Linked DNA regions of Mus musculus: region 1 is linked to region 2. Evidence: chromatin contacts called from public Micro-C data. All regions are on one chromosome and are shown on one strand. The core of a region is the stretch at or near the end of the contact, and the rest is flanking DNA. Distances in the headings are between cores, read along the strand shown. Region 1 overlaps Phka2 (phosphorylase kinase alpha 2). Region 2 holds the start of Phka2 (phosphorylase kinase alpha 2).

The links. A called contact is a pair of places that touch in the nucleus more often than the background predicts.
Region 1: a contact with region 2 is called in a Micro-C map of brown adipocytes, with 4 times the contacts expected there. The contact joins the enhancer-like site here to the promoter of Phka2 in region 2. A contact is called at or near these places in 2 of 39 promoter capture datasets (the 3T3-L1 cell line and 3T3-L1-derived adipocytes), 7 of 484 Hi-C or Micro-C datasets (the HPC-7 cell line, beige adipocytes, brown adipocytes and 3 more), 3 of 115 datasets of contacts at active chromatin or transcription factors (the 230-238 cell line, the SCID.adh cell line and trophoblast stem cells) and 1 of 9 other capture datasets (adipose tissue).

What each region holds. Positions count from the first base shown.
Region 1 is chrX:160,547,759-160,552,246 of GRCm38.p6, reverse strand. Phka2 (phosphorylase kinase alpha 2) reads right to left here. Exons shown (of 33, transcript NM_172783.4): 11 at 2,977-3,072. Among named protein-coding and RNA genes, the nearest start is that of Phka2, 48 kb to the right of the region's middle. Within about 2 kb of position 3,161, at least 6 of the 459 cell types and tissues checked have an H3K27ac peak or open chromatin away from gene starts, as enhancers often do. A contact at or near this core is called in 3T3-L1-derived adipocytes, adipose tissue, beige adipocytes and 1 more, where this site is marked.
Region 2 is chrX:160,499,445-160,503,745 of GRCm38.p6, reverse strand. Phka2 (phosphorylase kinase alpha 2) reads right to left here and starts at 1,584. Exons shown (of 33, transcript NM_172783.4): 1 at 842-1,584. The coding sequence starts at 919. Gm15241 (a long non-coding RNA gene) reads left to right here and starts at 3,928. Exons shown (of 4, transcript XR_387097.4): 1 at 3,928-3,961.

The DNA of each region.
Region 1 (4,488 bases), core at 1,912-4,411, 47 kb before region 2:
CACTGTGCAATGAGGCAGACCTAGAGTGCTGTCGCCACTCCCAGCCCACCTCCTTTAGAAAGTGTAATTTCCTGGGAGCTTTATCTTCTCAATGTAAGCTTTTGTGCCTTTCTTTCTTTTGGTCCCAACAATGTAAGCTTCTACGCCTGCTTGTTCTGAGGACAGTGTCAGTTACATATAGGCACTCTCCTTCTAAATCCCATGCCCACTTTAAGGTTTTAGTCATTGAAATGTTAAGGTAATATTTCTGACCATTTTTTTCCTCCAGAAAAAATACCAGTCACTTGAAGAAAAGAGAAACATTTATCCTTCTCTAGGGGAAAAATTATATCACAAGTTTCTGTGTGGGTTCATGTATGCATGCACATGTGTGTAAGGGGAGTTCATTCTTAGGATTGTGGATTGAGCTTGATATCATTAAAATACTTATTAAAGATTTCTATTTCTTCATACTAAATATTTTAAGAACTTAAGGCTTGCACACAGTGCAAGAAATACTGATGTAAAAGGAGACTCTCCAAAATGCAATAGTGGTTATTATTGAGTGGTAACATTAGGGATAGTAAATGTTTTCTTCTTTCTACAGAACCCTATATATATATATTTTACAATTCATAGGATTACTTTTACAATTGACTGGCATCTTAAATACACATCAAACACACTGAAACACAACTGTTGAGAAAGACTGCAACGAATTGGAATGAGAATGATCTAATGCAAAGAACAAAAGATGCACTTGTTCTGCACTTTCCCACTAGAATTTAATTCTGTTCTGGTCCTTCTCTGAAGTACTACTTACAGATGCACTTGCACCGCATCTTCGCTTTCATCTTTCCTGTGTATCCATCTCACAGCCTAGTTCTGCTTTTACAATACCTCACAGATATAGAACCATCTTGTGTACTAGCCCCTAGGCTGTGCAAGGCATGGCCAGCTGCTCACTACAGTTTTGTTGGCCATCCTTTCCCTAGTCCCCAGCTGTGCAGTGGAGGGTCCATAGATGGTGGCACCTTGCCCAAGCATACAGGCTACATGCCACTGTAGTCCCAGACTTTTTCTAATTTGCACAAAGGAGCCATATAGGTTTGTGGTGCCTTGCAGATTCTTTTCCAGTGGTCTCTCTATATATGCTATTGATGTGACTGAAGAACCTTGCAAACTCTCACCTGCAAAGCTAACACAAAATGAGGTTAAGGTAAACTACTGTCCAGCGCTGGTGCCTTGCATATAAGCTAAGTACACTGAATAAAGAGGACACTGAATGACAAGTAGATACCTAAAAGTCAGTGTGGTCTTTAGGAGAGAGTTGTAGAGTAACATTTTTGTGATGTACAACCAGCATTATCTTGCAGGAAGCAAAGCACAGCCCTGATACCAAGTATTTACTATGGTTAGTGCCTTTTGGGAGAGCAGGGATGGATGACTAGTCTCTACCATAAAGTAGGTGTACTATCCTTGAAGATAATGCATTCTCCCTTGCTTGGTTTCCAGCTTCCTTCCATTGATGCCACAGTACTAGAGTATGAGCAATCTGAACATGGAATATAAAAATGTAGCTATGGAAAGTGACCTCAACACCTCTTACCCTTATCAGCATTCACACCATCCATAGCATACAGATAGAAATGTAAAGTGAAGTAATTTGCAGAAGACTTTATGACACACACACACACACACACACACACACACAAAATCCCTGGAAGACTTCATAACTTAGTCGGTATGGTGTGACACAACAGAAATCTTATCTTTAACTTGTCCTAAGAACACTTGGATGATATACACCTGCCGTGCTATGATGGAAATATGGAGTTTCTGGAAGCTCAGACCCAACAGTCTAGGTAGGACTGAGTAGATAGGGACATTGCAAGGAAACTCCCCACTCCCCGCCACTCCAGTGAATCCAGAAGTGAACCAGCTGACTAGGTGGGCTATTATCAATGTGAAATAATCCAATGCTTCCAGATGTAGAATATTCTATTTCTTATAGAAACTCAACTCCTTCATTTGACTTTTCTTTTGATCTAAGTAGTCATTTATGTAACATTTAATAGTTCCTTCTAGATCACAGTTCTCAACCTATGGTTTGCAACTTCTTTGGGGGTCAAAAAACCTATTCACAGAGGTTGTCTAAGACCATTGTAAATATCAGATATTTACATTATGATTCAAAAATTATAGTTTTGAATTAGGAATGAAAATAATTTTATGGCTGGGGGTCACCACAACATGAAGAACTGTATTAATGGGTCACGGCATTAGGAAGGTTGAGAACCTCTGTTCTAGATTAGGGCCCAAAGTAATACTCAGAAATTTTATGCCATTTAAGGATCAAATTTCAGACTCATTTAAAATGTATATTTTTAAACATTCCTTTGCAAGAGGGTCATACAAAGTAGCCTTGAATTACTGATCCTTCTGCCTCACATATTTGGAGGGTGAAATTACAAGTCACTGCTCATCAAAATGTATGTTCTACATGAAATTAAAAGAAAAATCTACTACATCACTACTTTCAAAGGTCCAATAGGGCATCCAATGTGTAGACATTTCTACTAACTGTAAAATATACTACCCATTAGCAAGTGGTGTGGCTTTGTGTGAAGGCCCACAACCTGGAGTCTAGAACCTGGGGTCTGGAATCCTAGATTGGACAGGTTCCAGGGGCTTTGATTTCCTTTGGTAAGGTGTGTATGGGCCTGATTCAAACACAGATTAGGGACAGGTATGCTTCAAAGGTTTTTAGATGCTGCCTCCCTAGGACATCCATGGTCAAATATGTTCCATATGTTCTTCAAAGCTATAATTCCTTATGATAAATAGGAAAGCTATATCTTTTAGAAGCAACTTCTGATTTCTAAAGAGGAAAAGAGGTCATATGCCCTAAAAGGTGGGTAGAGAATACCAAAAAAGCCAAGCCCTAACTCACTCGGTCTAGATGAGCCCCACAAGGGCTTGGTGACAACTGGTTACCTTGTCTGGTGGGATGGCATAGAGTTCTGGCACCAAGTGGATCCCATCTTTGCCTCTGATTAATATTCCCTCCAAGGCTTCTCGGTATTCTTGGACCTGGAAAACAGCCCCAGCATCTTTAGTGTGACAGAGGTCTGGCAGTTAATTATGCAATGCCAGTACAGCTTAGGAAACAGTAACAGAACAGGCCTCTGGGCTACAAATGCTTGGCTGTAGAACAGAGTGACTCTGGCTGTCAGAAATGTTAGGAGAAGGGAGACACCATTGCTTTTTCCCCCTGAGCCAAGCCCCACTTGCCTTGTTTCCAGGGAGAGGGCAAGGGTAGCCCCCAAGAAAGTAGCTGTTTGGTCTTCAAACTTTCCACAGAGCTGTCATTTATACCATGCACATCATTCCCAAGCCATTCTCATTTCAATAGTTTATTCTTAAGTTTTCTCACATTTGAAATATGCCTTACCAAACAAGTTTAAACATCTTGAAATGTTAGGCAACATATTATGTTTCTGCCTAAGTAGGAGCCCCACCCCCTTTCTTTTTTCCTTTTTTTTTTTTTTTTTTTTTTTTTTTTGGCTCAAGGGCCTGGGGAGATGGCTCAAGTCAGCAAAGTGCAACTGTGAGGATTCAAGTCTGGCTGGGCATGGTGGCAGAGGCAGGCAGATTTCTGAGTTCAAGGCTAGCCTGGTCTACAAACTGAGTTCCAGGACAGCCAGGGCTACACAGAGAAACCCTGTCTCAAACAAACAAACAAACAAAAGTCTGGATCCCTGGAGTCCACATAAAAGCCCTGGTGGCACATTTATGACCAATGGTTCCCCAAAACTCATTGACCAGCCAGTTTACCTAAGTTGATAAGTTCTATTAGTGAAAGACCCTATCTCAGACAATAAGGTAAAGAGAGGCAGAAAGCAAGATACCAAGCATCAACCTCTGGTTTTCACATGTGAACATACTCTACACACATACATGATCATGTACATACTACACATACATACAAATGACACATACACACAATGCTTATTGGTTAGGAAGTATTTGCTGGGGTTGATATTGTGGTTTGGTGGTAGTGGCGGCCTATAATGCAAGGTCTTGAGTTTCATCCTCAGCATCACACACACAGACACACACACACACACACAGACACACACACACACGGGTGGGAGAGCAAGAAAGATTGATTTGTTGCAAAAATCGAATGTGAGACAAAAAGGAAATGCATGTACTATGCTCCATCTACACCATTATAAGGATGCAGCTCTCATTATAATGACAGCTTTTGAAGCAAACACTCCCATTACACTGAAAAGGCAGTGATAAAAACCAACATCACAAAAGAGGAAAGAAGTAGGACAGAAAACGTCACCAGCCACCAGCTATTTAAGCATGGCTTTTTGGAGAGCTCAGTCAATTATACTTCCAGATCTCATTTTCTGATCATTTTAAATTTATGGATGGCAAAGTCTGACCACAATTATAACATTTTAAAATGTCAACAAGGAAGCAAGATTGCGCAAA
Region 2 (4,301 bases), core at 335-2,834:
AATAAATTCTTCCTGAGTGAGAGGTCAAGGAATTAGCTAAGAAGAAAAAAAAAAGGTTAATGGTTTGGAAATGACCACCAACTGCTACTTCCTTCTCTGACTCTCAAAGCCCTAAAAATAGCTGCTGCCAACTGAAGGCAAGCAATATAGCTGATGTCTTTGCTCTGAACAAAAATAGCTCAGTGGTCTTACATTGGGCACTCACACATAACTTTTGCCAAGCAGGAAGCATAGCAGGCGTATTCATACCTGAGATTATATGCACAGTTTCACAGGACCCCTTGATGCTGATGCTCTGTGCCCAGAAGTTTTGTTGGCTGTAAAGCAGCAACCAGAGTGGTCATAGGGTCCTCTCAGGGGGATTTCTAACAAGGGAGGGGCAGTAACAGTTGCCCACACTCTGGTCAGATGCAAGCCTTGGGAGTTTTTCACTCCTGCCTACTGTTCCCAGAGTAGAGTTAGTTCACTGTTCTCCTTCAGTGTGCTCTGTCCAACCTAACAGACTTCTTTCATCCAAAAGAGGCAGTAAGGAAGGACCTCGAGGGGGGTGTCCCGATGGGGGGAAAAAGAGGAAGGGAGGAGGAAGAGGAGAGAAAAAAAAAGGTCCCAGAATTCTGCAAAGCAGCCGCAGCAACTGTTCAAAAGCCAGAATGCCTGACTTGTGAGTAAAGTGAATAAAATAGCGATAAGGGAGTAGGGTGATAACTGGCTAGCAAAGGACTGGATTAAAGTCGGAAACCTCTTAAATAAATGCAAGCTCTCATGAGTGACAGAGGCCTTGGGGAGAATGAGTTATATCAGTGGGCAGTTTCCACCGTTCTCTGGGCTGCTCTCTGTTTACCTGGTAACACAGGATGGTTTGCTGCACCAGCCTCGCGTACCCGTCCAGGCGGACCCCAGAATTGCTCCTGCTCCGCATCTCGCCCAAGCTCATGGGCCACGGAGCTGGACCTGCCCGCTGGTGTCCGCCAAAGTTGCCGCCTCCAAGCTGACCTGGTCCTCAAAACATTCAGCGTCAATGAGTTTCTTCAAAGGGGGCCGAGAGGAAGAGTTTTCAAACTGAGAGACCCAAAGTATGACTTGCAAGGCGAGCCAACCAGAGTGTCGCGCCGCTGGGCGGTGCGGGGGAGGAGACGGGGGTGGCGCTATCGCGGCCCGGCTTCCTCCCGGTCAGCAGCTGCCCCGAGGGTTTCTAGTCCCACCACCATGCTCGACAGAACCTAGACTGGGCACTAGGCTGGAGAAAGGCCTTGGCGGTACCCCTCTGTTTTGGGAGGCGGCTCCGGGTTGCTTGGGAGCTCACCTAAGCTTTACTAGGCTCCGCCCCCCTCGTGGGGCGGACTCTCCAAGTCTCCGCCTAAAGGGAGAGGGTCTACAGAGGAAGGCCGCTGGGAGCGGCGGGGAGCTGGGCTCTTAACGGAAATTCAGTTTTTTTTATTGACTTTGCTCCTACCTCAACCTGCTTCCAACCGCGGCTGAGGCTAAAGGAGCAGAGTCCTTCGGTCGCGGCCCCCGGGGTACGGAGGCCACCCCTCACGCCGGCCCGAACCAAGAAGCGGAACCCGTGCAGTCCCGCCCGGAAGGAACGCGTTGGGGGGGCGGTACCGATCTGCTCGCAGCTCCGCCCCCAGTCCGCCTCCTCCGTGGGGTTTGGAGCCCTCCTTGTCATGGCCTGACCAGGAAGGAAAATGGGGCAGCCCGCAGGAGTATGGAGAACTTGGATGGAAGCAGAGAACAAGTCGGCTTTCTGGGTCGGCAATGACAAGGTCTCCTGAGCGGAGCCGCCAAACCCACCGGAGACTAGAAAGAGGCTGGGCCGCCTGGGCATCCTTCGGATGACCGGCCGTCATAGCCCCGCCCTGTCCTGGGCCTCACCTGAGGACAGAGTCCCCATAGTGGAGCTCAGCACTGAAAGCAAGAAAGGGAGGCCTGAGTACTGTCCTCCACATACACTCCTGGTACCCGTGGCTCCTGGCCTTAGCTCCTGGGAGAATTTTGCAGTTCATTTATAATAGTATATTTTGAAATTTGGCATCCCATTAGTTGTCAAGGTTGCTAACCACAGGCCGCATTCTTTGATCCTGTCTTCATTGTCCATCAAAATCTGGCCCACAAATAAATTTGACTGGGCAGCTGTTCTAATGTAATTGCTTCCACAAGCACTTTGTTATTCTCCACTTTGACCCATTTCATTGTCTAAAACTTACCTTTGCCTTAAAGACTAGGTCAGCCCACTCATTAGCGTTTCCAATTTTCTGGATTCCTATAGCAGTTTCCTCAGTAAAGATGGGGCAACGAGTCAGTTCGAACTGCACTTTATTCCATTTCTGATTTATATAGACATTTGTGTTACTGTTTCAGTTGTTTGACTTTTACTGTTTTTATCTGTTGGGGTAAACCTCATGCCTTGTAATGTGACAAGGTCAAGTGCGTGTAGCACATACTTGACTCAGAGTGGCACTTAAACCAGAGCTATTTTCAGCACCATTTGGAAATAGTGTATTGTTTACATTTTAACTGAGGCATACTTTTCTAACTGGATTATGAGATGCTTATGAAATAGCTTGGTATCTCCCACCACACCTGGCACAGAGTTGATTGTACATGTGTCTAGGGCTCAATGTTGATGGACTGAAAATGAGTCCTGCTTATTTGACTCCCCTTATAGTTAGTCTTTAACTAAAGCACCCAACCCCTATCAGCCCACATACTTTTTCTCTGAGACAGAGTCTTGTCATGTAGCCTAGGCTGCTCTCAACTATATTATGTATCCAAGACTATTCCTCAAACTCACAGCAATACTTCTTTCCTCGGCATCCAAAGTGTTGGGATTCTGAGTACGTGCCACCACACCCAGCTCGAGTACTTTTCAACATTCTTTTCAAGCCTTGGTGCATGTATATGTTTTACATTGGGCAGTTCCCCTCATATCTTCTTACCATTCTTTTCTCAACTCATTATTTGTTTTAATAATGGCACTGAAGTTATGAAACAGTGCACAATGTACTTCCATGTAGGAGTTGCTGTGGCCTAGGGAGTAAGATTAAGCATTCAATTACCATAATTGAATCCCTTTAGTAATCTTTCTATGTACCTTTCCTGGAGATTTCATATATTCTTCTGTATTTAAAAGGTGGCATCATTGCTTATTTTTAGGATGGCTTGTGTTCTCATTGGAAGCTTAAGACTCTGTCTTAGAGGACAGCATGCAAAGTGGAAATATCATGTCTTTTGAACCTAAAGTACCCTGTCTCTGAATTGGGAGGGTCCATTCTTAATCAACTTGAAAAAACTAACCAGTTAACCAAATTAAACTATTTCTGTAATAATTTAGTTTAGATGACCTGGAATCATTTTACTTTCCCATTACCATAGTGTAAAAGAATGTTAAATTTGTCTCTGCTCCAACTTCTTGCAGCTATATAAGATTGAGAGTCAAGGAGAGGACATACCAGGGACTATAAGGGTTTCTTCATAGTGAAGAACGTATCTATTAAATATATTTTAAAAGCATATATTTTAAAGCCAGGAATGGCGATACTTGTAATCCCATCTTTGTGGATACTGAATCAGGAAGGTCCTGAATTTGAGGCAAGCCAGCCAGGGTTACAAGGCTATATAGCTATCTAGGTAAACATGATAAAAATACACTATATGGAATTCTCAAATAATTAATAAAATATTATTTTAAAGGCTATATATTTGTGATAGTTTGTATATTCTTGGACCAGGGGGTGGCACCATTTGGAGGTGTGGCCTTGTTGAAATAGGTGTGACCTGGTTGGAGTAGGTGTGTCATTGTGGGTGTGGGCTTAATACTCTCACCCTAGGTGCCTGGAAGTCAGTCTTCCACTAGCAGCCTTTGGATGAAGACATAGAATTCTCAGCTCTGCCTGGGCCATGCCTGCCTGGATGCTGCCACACTCCCACCTTGATAATAATGGACTGAACCTCTGAACCTGTAAGCCAACCCCAATTAAATGTTGTTTGTTTTTTTTTTTTTTATAAGATTTGCTTTGGTCATGGTGTCTGTTCACAGCAGTAAAACCCTGAATAATACAATATTCCATATGAATATATATTTAAATTTTATATGCTCTGATTTCTTGATGTTATATCTGGAAACTGAGGTGAGAAATAAATGAATATATTCCTAAGAATTTTTGACCCAATTTTGTTCCTTTTTTAAAAAAAATCTTTTTTATGCACATGAGTATTTTGCCTGCATGTATGTATGTCTACTGTGTTCGTGTCTGGTGCCTGTGGAAGTCAGAAGAGGCTGTCAGATCCCCTGGAATTTG